Regions from separate parts of the Gossypium arboreum genome. Here region 1 is linked to region 2. The links are chromatin contacts, called in public Hi-C maps. All regions are on one chromosome and are shown on one strand. The core of a region is the stretch at or near the end of the contact, and the rest is flanking DNA. Distances in the headings are between cores, read along the strand shown. Region 1 holds the start of LOC108467333 (adenine nucleotide transporter BT1, chloroplastic/mitochondrial-like). Region 2 holds the start of LOC108463606 (probable tocopherol O-methyltransferase, chloroplastic).

Region 1 (6,386 bases), core at 94-2,593, 730 kb after region 2:
TCTCCAATGGTGCCACGCAAGTCCTTGAAACCGCCCCAGCTATGGCACCGCTTATTAACCTCCTCAATGAAGGATTAGAAACCTTGATTTTTAGTTTTAATCCAACTTTCTTCTTTGTCTTGGAAGCTGCTTCACCTTCTGCTACTCCAACAACACGTGTTTCCTCTTGTGATGGTAAATAATTCAGAAAAAAATCGGAAAACGGTGCTTTGATTCCACCATTGTCACGGGGACTTGGGGAATCCGGGGATACGCCAAATTCTATTCCCATCTGACCAACGCTTGCAAATAACCCACCTGGATAAACATTATTCTGATCCAGACTCCATTGAGACCCCGAATTACATACAGAGAAAAACCCATCTTTCTTGTCATCAAGCATCTGAACTCCTCCCTTGGTCATGATTAGAAACAAAAAATTTAAAAAAAAAAAAGGTCTTTTTCTAGGGTTTATAGAGCACCCAAATCCGTGTTTTTCATTGTTTTAAGAGAAGTGAGCGTGTTTTTGAAGAAATGGGTGGCTAAAAAACTTCAAATTTGAGACAAACCAAGTATTCTAAACAAGCTAAATAGAATAAGAGACAAGAAAAAAGATTAGAATCCTAAACATGGAAGAAACAGGAGGAAGGGAGGCGGAGAGAAGAGAGGAAAGGTGAATGTATCTGATGCTCTCAGGTCAGGGTTTCATATTTTCCTCTTTCTCTCGTATTGGAGAACCCAAAAGCTATATATTATATTATGTTCATATAATATAAAAGTAGTATTTATAGGATTGGGGTCAGCTAGGTTTGGTTTGGTGGGTTTAGTGGGGAAGTGTTAGGTTTTATTTTGCGGTACTTACAATCTAACAAGCGGAGTGAATGTGAATATGAAGGTGTTCTGTAGCTTTGGAGATTTCAGTAATTTGTGGCGCCTTCAATATTGGTTTTATAAATGGAAACTGAATGGACAATGAATGCTGCTTATGAATTAATGGAAATATTATCTTTTACTTTTGCGGCCAATTTAGTGATATATAATAAGACCAGCAAAGCAGTTGTAAAAGTAGAGACAAATGTATATAGGTGATCTGATTGCACCTTTCCAGTTACCACTCTAAGGCACTGGATTCTGGAGAAGACAAGGCGGATCCTTGTGCTGCCTGCCGGACATTGCATCTCTCACGGGATCTTTTCTTTTTCCCTTCAGTTTCCGTCAAACATGACAGAGGACACTTGCCACCTTTCACTTCTTCTCTAATACTAACAATTTGACCTTTTTTCCTGCAAAATAGGTTTTGTCCGGTGATGACTAGAGTGGGAACTTATTATAATGGGATTTATTGCAATCTACAGTTAGAAACGAGAGGGGATAATAAGACTGTTGCAATCATTGGAGGAAAAAGTTGGAATCATTTGGGAAACATGCGAATACCATTTCAGTAAAGAAATAACTTATATTAGAGGATGATTTTAAAAGTTTAAAGATTTATAAGAGATAATATTATCAAATTTTAAAAATATAAAATTATTATATATTTATTCATATTTAATCTATTTTTAACTCTAGTTTTTTCTTTTAAAAAACATAGATAATGAAAATAAAAAATCAAATAACTTTGAAACTTTAAAATTTACACAATTCTTGTTACTATTTTCTTGATGCATACAAATTATATTTTTAAGATAATCCTATTATAAGTTATTCTCATCCAAAATAGGTGAGAGAAAATCAAAGCAAAAATTGCATGGAAAGCATTTCCATTTCCATGTAAATGTTGGAGATCGACCCAAAAAAGCACTATAGGCATCACTATCACAGTAAAATGAGAATGAAAATAAAATAAAATAAACTAAGCAAATGTTATTTAAACTCAAATATAAATAATTCAAACAGGAATATTCTGGAAAGTTACTTGGAAAATTTTAGAATTTAGAAGAATTACAGTAAGATCCACCATCTTCATCACCGAATAGAGGTCAAGTACCATTTTTTGTTTTGTTTGTTAATAGTTTTTATTTTTTATTTTTTTACTCAAGTTCTTCAATGTAGAACTGAACCCATATATATATAATTAAAATGAGGATATTTGGAAACTTCTTGAAAGTTATTTGTAAAAATTTCGAAATTATAAGAATTATAGTGAAATCTACCATCTTTATAACATCCTGATTTTGGGCCTAGTTAGAATAGTGGTTTTGAGACCACAAATTCGAAGTAGAAATATTTGTTTTATGATTGTTTTGAGGTCCATGACATGTTTTCATGATTGTGTGAAAGTTTCATGAAGACATTTTGTGAATAAGTGTCCAATTTAACTTTTAGGACTAAATTGCAAAAGTTGCAAAATATGAGATTCTAGAATCTTTAAGTATGAAATAGCTTTGGATTATTAATTAGAGGTATTAAATAGCAATTTTTCCAATTTCTAATTTTATGGACAAAAATGGGCATGCATGGATAAAATTTGAAAGTTTAGTAAAAAGGGCATTTTGGTCATTTGGTTAATAAAAGATTAAAAAGGGAAAAATCAAGCAAAATTTTCTCATCTTTCTCATGTGGGTGCCAAAGTTTCTAAGAAGCCATAGTTAGGGTTTCTTCACTTCCCAAGCTTGATAGTCAATGCACCCTAGCCCCATTTTTAATGTTCTTTGCATTTTTGAAGTTGTCATCAAACAATCTAGCTATTTCTACCATTATTTTGAGCTAGGGTTCATGTTCAAAAACTTACCCATGTGTGACATGCATGTATTTTTATGTTTAATGAAGGAATATGAAAGTTTGATGTGTGATAAACATCTTTTACAAAGAGATTTTTCACGAAAACACCTAAAAAGGACCTTTTCTGTAAAAGTTGTAAAATAGGTGGTAAAAATCTAATTTGAAAGAAAATGTGGGCTGTTATAAGTATGATATAGGTTCGGCTAGGATTGGGTAACAAATGAAATGAGTACATTTCATTTTACGAGCCTAGGGACTAATTTGTAAATATGTGAAAGTTTAAGGGCAAAATTATAATTTTTCCAAAGTATGATTTATGGGCTGTTTTAAGTAATGTGATAATTAAATAACTGAAATTTGCTATAATAGATCAAGAAAAAGGAGTCCGGACCTAAACCGAGGGAAGAACAAAGTTGTGGACTAAATCAAATAGTTAGCCATATTTTGGTACTGAGGTAAGTTCGTGTGCAAATAATTCAACATCATGTTACTATGTAATTAATGCTTTGATATTGCATGAAATGTATATTTGTCTCTATGGATTTGGTTAATGATGACTCGATGACAATCTAATGAAGATTTGGAACTTCGGAATCCCGGTTGAATCCTAGGAATAAATATGATACAAATGTCATGACATTAGGGTTTTTGAGATTCCGTATAAGACCATATTTGGGATATGGCATTGGCATGCGATTTCATGTAAGACTATGTCTGGGACATGGCTTCGAAAATGAGACTTCGTATAAGACTATATCTGGGATATGGCATCGATATGAGACATCGTGTAAGACCATAGCTGGGCTATTGGTATCGATATATGATCCTATGTAAGACCATATCTGGGATACGGAATTGACATCTTACTATGTATATGAGGTTTCCTAGGTATCCTTTAGTATTCCAAGTGGTTCAACGGGTAATCCAAAGATTATGTCAAAGAAATGACAAGGTATGATCATGTTGGAAGGGTACATGTATGTACACAAAGCTCATAAATATTTAAATTATGAATCAATGAGACCTCGATAAGAAGTGAATTAATGAATCATGATCATGAGTTTTATTGTACATTATGTAAATGACATGATTTAAGATGTATCTATGATACTTGATGACATTGTGATAAATTATATTATGTTCTGTGTATAATAATGCATGACAAATGTTGCTAATTATTTACATGCTAACGTACTAAGCTTAAAGCTTACCCCCTTCCTTTTCATCCCTTATAGTGACGCCAAGCTAGCTGGATCGAAAGTTGTCAGAGCATCGATCACACTATCAACTTAGTCTTTTGGGTATAATTGGTTTTGATATTTTAAATATGGCATGTATAGGGGACTTGGTCTTTTTGTTTATATGTCATATTAATTTGGCCCAATGTGTTGGCTAATAATGACTTGATAATTTATTTTGTATATGGCCATGAGATATGGCTTATATTGATTATTGGGTTGTAAGCCTATTTATTCATGCATGCATATGTTTATGCAATTGTGACGTGGATGATGGTTGTGTATATGTGATGAGGTATGTTGTGGCTATGAATGTTTGATGATTTAATTGGGATTTGATTAGTATGATGATAATTAAGATATGAATGTGTAAAATGGAGTAATTTGATGTTACATGTGACAGCCCAAAATTGACCCTAGTCGGAAGGTGGTCTCGGGACCACAAAACCGAGGCATAAAAATAATTAAAAATTTATTTTGATGCCTATAATATGTGTGTGCTCATGTATGACATTTTATGATGATTGATTTAGTGTTATAAGGGTGAATTCCACAAGAAAGGACTTAGTAATGAACTTTGAAAGTATGATAGGAAATGTGTGATGACTAATTAAAGCATGCATGCAAAATAATGGACTTGCATGTCAAATTCCCCTTTTATAGGTGGTGGCGGCCATGACAAGGAGGATGGGCTAAACATGTCATGAAACATGTTTTGTTGGTGCATTAGGGTGAAATAATAAACAAAGGTGTATGGGTGATAAAAAATGAAAAAAAATGTGTGTGAGTGTGGTAATCCCCCATTGCCGTGAGTTGTAGAGAAGGAAAGAAAAAATTTTGTTCATCCTTTCTTGAGCCAAAACTAAGGAAGAAGGAGGATTTTGCTTCATGCTTGGTTTGGAAGAGATCTAGAAGGAGATTTGGCTAAGTTTGCATCAAGATTAAGGTATGTATGAGGTTGTGTTAGGAGTTTCATGCATGTTTTGGTTGCTAACTTGATGTGCATGTTAGCCATGGCTCAAATCTTTGTTAAGCCATGGAAATGGTATTTGGCCAAAGTTGTTATGGTGATAAAGCCATTGCATGCTAAGTGTGAAGCTTGATGATGATGCATGCAATGATGGATTGTCTACTCTTGAGTAAGATTTTGAGCTTTCTTTTGTTTTATCATGATTGAAGTTGAAAAGGAGCATGATTGTCATATTCGCCATGATGCATTCATGAGCATGGTTCATGCTTCTTGCATGTTAGTTAAAATTTGTGTTTTGGATGGCTATGGACACCTTGAAATTGGCCATGCTCATATATGTATATATATGTTTGCACATGATGTTTTGGTTATGAAGGAAGTGATGAATAAGTTTGTTTAAAGAAGAAGATGTTGAAGAATAATTGTGAAATTGTAAGCACATTCTGCCTAGCACACATATGAGTGCTTGATGCTATATTGTAAGTTTTGAGCTACAATATGCAAAGCATTAACTAGTAAAATGCATGCTGTTTTGTGTGGTATTAAGTGCATAATTGGCCTCAACATGGACAAGTATATTCGCCTTGGGTAGCCTATTAAAGGCCTTAGCTTTTCCTTGATGCTCGAATAAATTGTATTGAATTGCTTGATGTAGTATAAAATGTGCATGACCATTGTGTATTCAAGCTAAAGGGTGGCCATATGACCATTTAAATTCCTTGTCATATTCGCCATAAGCTAGCACAATGAGGTTTTGATAAATTGAATTTGTTTGAATTAGCTCAAGAGCTAAGAGGGCCACAATTGGACAAGGGAAGGAAAAAGTAATCGAATAGCCGTAAAAGCCGTTCGACAACATCCGAGGTAAGTCCTCAAGAAGTGACCTTACTTGAATTATGTGGAATGAAATATGGATGTATTGATTATTGATTTATGTGTGTATGAGTATTCGAATGATACCCGGCTAAGTCCCGGCGATTATGTTAGTGATTATAATTGCGTTTGAGCCTTAGTAACGAAAATAAATATGTATGTCCAATGATTATTGATGTATGTGTGCATGAGAAATTGAATGATATCCGGCTAAGCCCAAGACAATTATGCTGGAAATTATAACCGGTTAAGACCAAGGCAATTGTGCTAGTGGCTACATCCGGCTAAGACCAAGGCATTCGTGCGAGTCATTCTATCCGGCTAAGACCAAGGCATTTGTGCAAATCGTGATATCCGGTTAAGTCCCGTAGGCCTTGGTGCGGGTTACCATAACCGGCTATGTCCCAAGGCGATTGATCGAGTAGCGACATCCGGTTAAACTCAAGGTATGTGATTTGAAAATTATAAGCTTGCTGGAAAATTTCAGCTAATGCACTTGTGAAATTTCCCAATGACAAGGTAAGTGCGGTGTGTGCTTTTGCGCTAGGAGTAAGAGCGTGTGAATATCCGCTCCTATGATGGAACGAGTTATCGGCCTTAATGAA
Region 2 (6,722 bases), core at 1,866-4,365:
TCCATTAATCTCAACAAGTCAAACAAACTTGAAAGTTTAACAACAAAATGTAGCATATTAATTGGGATAAAACTAACCTTAGCTTTATCAGGCATGTGTTCTCCACTTTCCATAGACCAAACTAGATCAAACTGACCATCAGGGAATGGTTGCTTCAGAGCATCTGCAACTTGAAATGAAACCTGCAAATATGGCAGTGTGTTATAGCTATCTTTCTATCATCAAAACGAAACACTTGCAAAGATGAAAACATTTATGAAGTGATATGCCAGCTTGAAATGTAGAGAACTGAAGAGTTTTTCACATATGCCTTGTCTGCTAGTCCTTCATATTTAGCAAGAACATTAGCCCTTCCAGTTTGGACAGGGCTCAAAGTAATGCCTCGACATTCTGCTCCAAATTTCCTTGCTAAATATCTAGAGCTGCCTCCTATCCCACATCCGACATCAACTATTGTCTTGGGCTGCTTTGCTGGATCATCTGAATAAGCCAATTGAGAGGTAAAAAGCAATTGTTAGAAGATACTCTTCATTCAAAGGTACCGGCAAACAAGGAATCGGGGGCTGTTTGCATCTATAGATCAATTATCATATTTATAGTTAACGGCATTTTCTTGAAACATCATATTCTTTATTTTAATAAACACCATAGAAGAAAGATGAGAATTTTTGTGAATATGAGTTTGATTCTTGCCAATAATGAATATGGATTAGATCTATGCATCCTCTTGAACTCATGCTACTGCTAATCCATGCTAATGTTGTTTGAGTATACTTGTTTGCATGACGGGGAAAAATAGAGTGTATTGAAATGAAACAATTATGCTCAGGTAAAGAAACATAACTATAAAACTAATGAAATTATGTCAATTTCGGGTATCCGTTTAAGGCTAGCTTGAATGTCACTTTGAAGAAATTTTTTTTCTTAAAGGTAAGATTCCGTACAAAAAAAAAAAAATTCATCGTTAAAGATATTTTGCTCCTATTCAACCTTTCTTTTATTAATCATCAAAGAAAGAATGAACAAATAAAACATTAAAATACATCAAGTCATGCGTAAGGATATCAGATTATGTCAATTTCGGGTGTCAATTATGCTTCTTCTTTTTTCCGGTAGATTTAATCTCTATACTAATTTCTTTTAATAATCTTTATACTAAAATTTAATCATTTCTGGTCTTATACTTTGTAAAAATGTTAAACACAAAATTTGAAAAATAATTAAAAAGTATGTCAAAAAAGAATCATATGAAAACACACACAAAAGAAAAAACGTCAATCAAAATACACATTTGTTAAAAAGAAATTAAATTACTATACTAAAGAATGCAAAATAATAGATTAACCAAAGCATACCATGAACCTGACACAAAAATAAATACTTTAATTTAATTTAATTTTTTTTGGTGAAAAAAGAAACTTAACTAAAATAAACAACTAAAGTTAACATTCAACTACCCTGCCACTCCAACTACTTCCTGAGAGATGCTCAAAATCCAAAATATTGCTACTGGACGGGTCCCAACTATGAGCTGCTCTGTATTTAAATTTTATCATTAACAAATATATATATATAGAGAGAGAGATAATACACGAAAATAAAATACGATAAATAACTGAAACCCAATTTTGAAAAAAAGAAAAGAAAAGACGCAAACCTATTAAAATATGCATAAACTAAATTATTGATTTTATGTATTATAAATGGTATTGATTTTCAGTTATAGATATTATAAATTATAAAAAATCTGAAATGCCCTTATTCAATAACAGCATATTATTGTAGTATGGCTCGGCTGCCGACCACACCTATCCCAACGTTTTCCTTTTGGGTGGGGAGAAACGGATGGAAAGAGATAAGAAACGAAAGAAGATAAAAAATTGTTTTTTGGTTTCATGCTTGGAATGGAGAGTGAGAGAACCAAAAAATTTGTGTTTATGGTTTCATGCTTATTCAATAACAGCATACCTACAATAGGCCAATAATACATTTGTGTGTCTTTAAATGGAACCCATTTCAATTGTCATTTAGCTCTCACTTAAATTAAAGATAGCTTTTGTGGCAAGCTAAATTCAGGGCTTGAATAAATATAAGTATATTAATATTATTAATATTATGTTTAGGCTTGACTTAACTTATTGGATAAAAATACTTACCTTATAAAGTAAATTATATTATTTTGAAGATTTTTATTATTCTATATAAGAAATAATGGGTATCATAAGTTAATATTAATTAAATGTTTAGTGAAATATTTTGGATAAAATATTTGTATAGAGTTTTAAAGTATTATATTAAAATAATATTATAGATTTATTTTTAATATATTTTAAATTAAATAATATATAAAATAATAAATATAAAATATTATAAATTTAAAAATAAGTCGAGTTGAACTCAGTTCTTAAATGTTCAAATCTAAACTCGAGTTTAATTTTTTCCTCAAACCCTTCTATTTAACTTAATATTTTTAATTAAATCCTCTCAAATTTTACTTAAACCCTTAGAAATTTTACTTAAACCCTTCGGAAGGTCTTTTAACGAATATGCAAAAGTGGCACTAATTTCAAATAGTAATTTTAAATACAAACCTCAGCGCATAGACAAAATTGTAGAAACCTGAGCTGGCTTTCAACCACTGAATCCAGATTAATAGTTTGGGTTGAGCAGGTTTGGTTTCAAGTTGAATATTAGTGCTTTGTTATTCTTTATCCTTTGATTTTAATGGAATTTGACAAGTGGGTAGAAAAGAAAAGAAAACGAACCGGTTATTCCAGCGAAACGGAGCGATTCTTCGATCATTCGGATCTGGGCAGCTGGATGATCGGAGCCTGAAACATTGGAATCTGGATCGTAAAAACCATGATGCATATGGTCACCCCAAATGTCTTCCCAAAGCCCAGACGACTGGTCGTAGAACTCCGCTATCCCTTCCTGCAACGAGCACGCCCGATGCATGTGCGCATCGAGCGTGCTCGTTGCAGCAGTCTCGCCATGCGTCGTCATAAGTCTTGCCTGCCACGGAAAATACAAATAAGGGAATCGGAATGGGAATGGGAAGTTTGTAAGCAGATGTCACTTATTTATAATAATTTTTATCCACTTGAGTCATGGTGGTGGCTGCAGTTTTGTGATTGTGGGAGTGTATGAAGGGTAAAATAGAGAAAAATAATGGAATTGAAGTTTGCTTCCAATCAATGTCAATGTCATGGTTTTAAATAGAACCGGTCAGGTGAGGTGAGGTGAAGTGAATAATTTCAGTAAATATTTGCCCTACTTTGTCCCTTACTCTTTAAAATATTTTATTTTCCTTCTCACACACAATATATTTCTAGCATATGACATGGTTTTTTTTTTTTATTAATATTAATTCAATAAGAAATAATAAAGGTTTGATAGATGTCATGATATAAAAGAAGAATAAAAACAAGATACACCGGTACCATAGGAAGGCATTGTAGTATGGCTCGGCTGCCGACCACACCTATCCCAACGTTTTCCTTTTGGGTGGGGAGAAACGGATGGAAAGAGATAAGAAACGAAAGAAGGTAAAAAATTGTTTTTTGGTTTCATGCTTGGAATGGAGAGTGAGAGAACCAAAAAATTTGTGTTTATGGTTTCATGCTTATTCAATAACAGCATACCTACAATAGGCCAATGATACATTTGTGTGTCTTTAAATGGAACCCATTTCAATTGCCACTTTAACTCTTACTTAAATTAGGGATAGCTTTTGTAGCAACTTAAATTCAGGGCTTGGACAAACATAAAGTATATTAATATTATGTTTAGGCTTGACCTAACTCATCGGATAAAAACTTACCTTACAAAGTAAATTATATTATTTTGAAGATTTTTATTATTCTATATAAGAAATAATGGGTATCATAAGTTAATATTAATTAAAGTTTAGTGAAATATTTTGGATAAAATATTTGTATAGAGTTTTAAAGTATTTATAATTTAATTATTAAATGATATAATAATTTTTATTTTGATATAATATTAAATATATGGGAGGAGGTGTGAGAGGAATAATTTTAGCTTTTTACTTAAATAATACAAAAAAATTAATAATTGAAATGACATATCTATTAGATTATATACTAAAATAATATGATCTTATTAGTACCGCCGTCAAATTGGCGATACTGAATTAAAATGTATTCAAAGAATTGATATGCAAATTTTTCATATTAAGTGGCTACTAAAAAAAAGTGAAAGGGTGCCCGTGGAAGCACCAAACCTTAAATTTTACATAAATTTATTTATCATCTATGTTGTGGGTTGCTATATCTAATTATTATTAGAATAACAAAGCCGCACTCACCCACCACGTGGTGAGTGATTAAAACTTAAATAATATATATATATAATTACTTTTAAGAAATAAATTTTTAAGAGAGGAAGGATAGTTTTTAGAGAGCGTATGGTAAATGTTAGAGATAAGCTTTTTGGGGTATGAAATAGTTTTCCTTTATTATTTTAATTTTATGTTTCTTTTTCCTCTGAATTGATGTGTGGCTCAAGACACCAACGTTTGAGAAGCTTCATGAATAGTACTTATTTTTATTTAAAAATAAGTAAATTAATTATTGTATTTTATATTTAAAAATTAAATTTTTATTAAAAATTTTAGTACTATTAAAAATTAGTATGATTAATAGAATAACTAAATAATAACATGTAGTATACCATGTTTACCTTATATTAACATCTAGAGATTAATTTTTAACGGTAAAATAGATAAATTTTAACAAAAAGATCAGTTTACTCTTTATTCTAATCTAGAAATTAACTTCCGTAAAAAAGTAAAATACAATTGATATTTTTATTAGTTATATGCTACTCCAATTACTTACCGCCAAAGGAGGTAGCGGCCGAAGAATGGACCACAAATGGATATCATGTTTCCTTGTCTTGTTATTCTGTGAATTGGTTCCAACACCAACACCAGTAGAGAAGAAGAACTTCTCTTGCCTCCACCTTCCTATTCTATCTATCCAGCATAAACAGCAAATGCAACCCCTCTGCTCCCGCCCATTAACTACATTTGTCCCTTCCTAATTAACCTATCTATTTTGGTGCTCTCGGCGTAGAAACTATCGCCGATTCATTCACCACCTTCCCTCACCATACCCTTTTGTAGTTCCTACGTATTATTACTACTAGCTATCCAACTAAATGAGGTTAAACCATCTGCTATTTCTAAGTTTAGGAGCTCATTCTTATACAAAAATACATGCAACTGCTCTTATAGTTATAAAATTCAGTACATATTAATATTAAAATAGTCATTTATAAAATATATAAGCAATTTATTCCTTATATTATTTTTAAAATTTTGAATTTTGATATATTTTTCAATATTAAGTCAACATTTTTTAATCTAAATTCAAGTTTATTAACTATAATCTTTTCCAAGATCCGTCGATCAAAAATATTTTCTCTATTACCATCAAAATAATATAGATATATATTAAGCTATTAATCACAAATGAAATTATTTTGAAGTGATATATAGTATTATAATTCTTAACTGAGTTTGGTTTTGATTCAATTTAAAAGGAAAAGACGCGGAAAGGAAAATACAAATAAGGGAATGGGAATGGGAATGGGAAGTTTGTAAGCAGATGTCACTTATTTATAATAATTTTTATCCACTTCAGTTATGGTGGTGGCTGCAGTTTTGTGATTGTGGGAGCGTATGAAGGGTAAAATAGAGAAAAATAATGGAATTGTAAGTTTGCTTCCAATCAATGTCAATGTCATAGTTTTACATAGAACCAGCCAAGTGAAGTGAGGTGAGGTGAGGTGATGTGAGGTGGATGCTGTGAATAATTTCAGTAAATATTTGCCCTACTTTGTCCCTTACTTTTTAAAATATTTTATTTTCCTTCTCACACACAATATATTTCTAGCATATGATATGGTTTTTTTATTTATTTATTTATTAATATTAATTCAATAAGAAATAATAAAGGTTTGATAGATGTCATGATATAAAAGAAGAATAAAAACAAGATACACCGGTACCATAGGAAGGCATTGTATTATGGCTCGGCTGCCGACCACACCTATCCCAATGTTTTCCTTTTGGGTGGGGAGAAACGGATGGAATGAGATAAGAAACGAAAGAAGATAAATAATTGTTTTTTGGTTTCATGCTTGGACTGGAGAGTGAGAGAACCAAAAAATTTGTGTTTATGGTTTCATGCTTCTTTCTATTTATTTGTTTTTCTTTTACATATAATTTGAGGTTGTGAATTAGAGGTTTCAATTCTTCTTTCAAGAGTTTGAAGTGTAACTGTTTATTTTTAGTGGTATTAAAATAGTAGCTTCGAATTATAATTTCGACGTATGAATCTATAAATATTAATTATTTAATATTTGAAAGATCATTAGTGTCATATAAAAATTCGGTTTAGAATTTTTTAATTTTGATTGATTAATTAAAAGATAATAAATGGTTTTAGAAGTTTGACCTTAGAACCGAAACACTATAGTTAAGGACAAGCAAACTTTCGGCCAAAACATTTTCAATTGCATGGTATGGAATGTAGATATATTTTTAGAGATTTTTATAATTTTGAGATCGTTATAGCTTAATCTAGCTAGTACAAGAATTATTTTGTGAAATTGTCAAAGTTTAGAAAAATTACCATTGATGTTCTTGAAGTTTTCTTGATGTGCATGCTTGGGTTGGAAGCTTAATGGTGATT

What was found. Hi-C and Micro-C count contacts between places; a contact is called where the count stands out from the background.
Region 1: a contact with region 2 is called in a Hi-C map of leaf, with 3 times the contacts expected there. The contact joins the promoter of LOC108467333 here to the promoter of LOC108463606 in region 2. A contact is called at or near these places in 2 of 5 Hi-C or Micro-C datasets (both in leaf).

What each region holds. Positions count from the first base shown.
Region 1 is chr2:31,154,720-31,161,105 of ASM2569848v2, forward strand. LOC108467333 (adenine nucleotide transporter BT1, chloroplastic/mitochondrial-like) reads right to left here and starts at 1,344. Exons shown (of 3, transcript XM_017767959.2): 1 at 1-1,344. The coding sequence starts at 403.
Region 2 is chr2:30,420,951-30,427,672 of ASM2569848v2, forward strand. LOC108463606 (probable tocopherol O-methyltransferase, chloroplastic) reads right to left here and starts at 3,116. Exons shown (of 6, transcript XM_017763528.2): 1 at 2,766-3,116; 2 at 311-480; 3 at 78-182. The coding sequence starts at 3,006.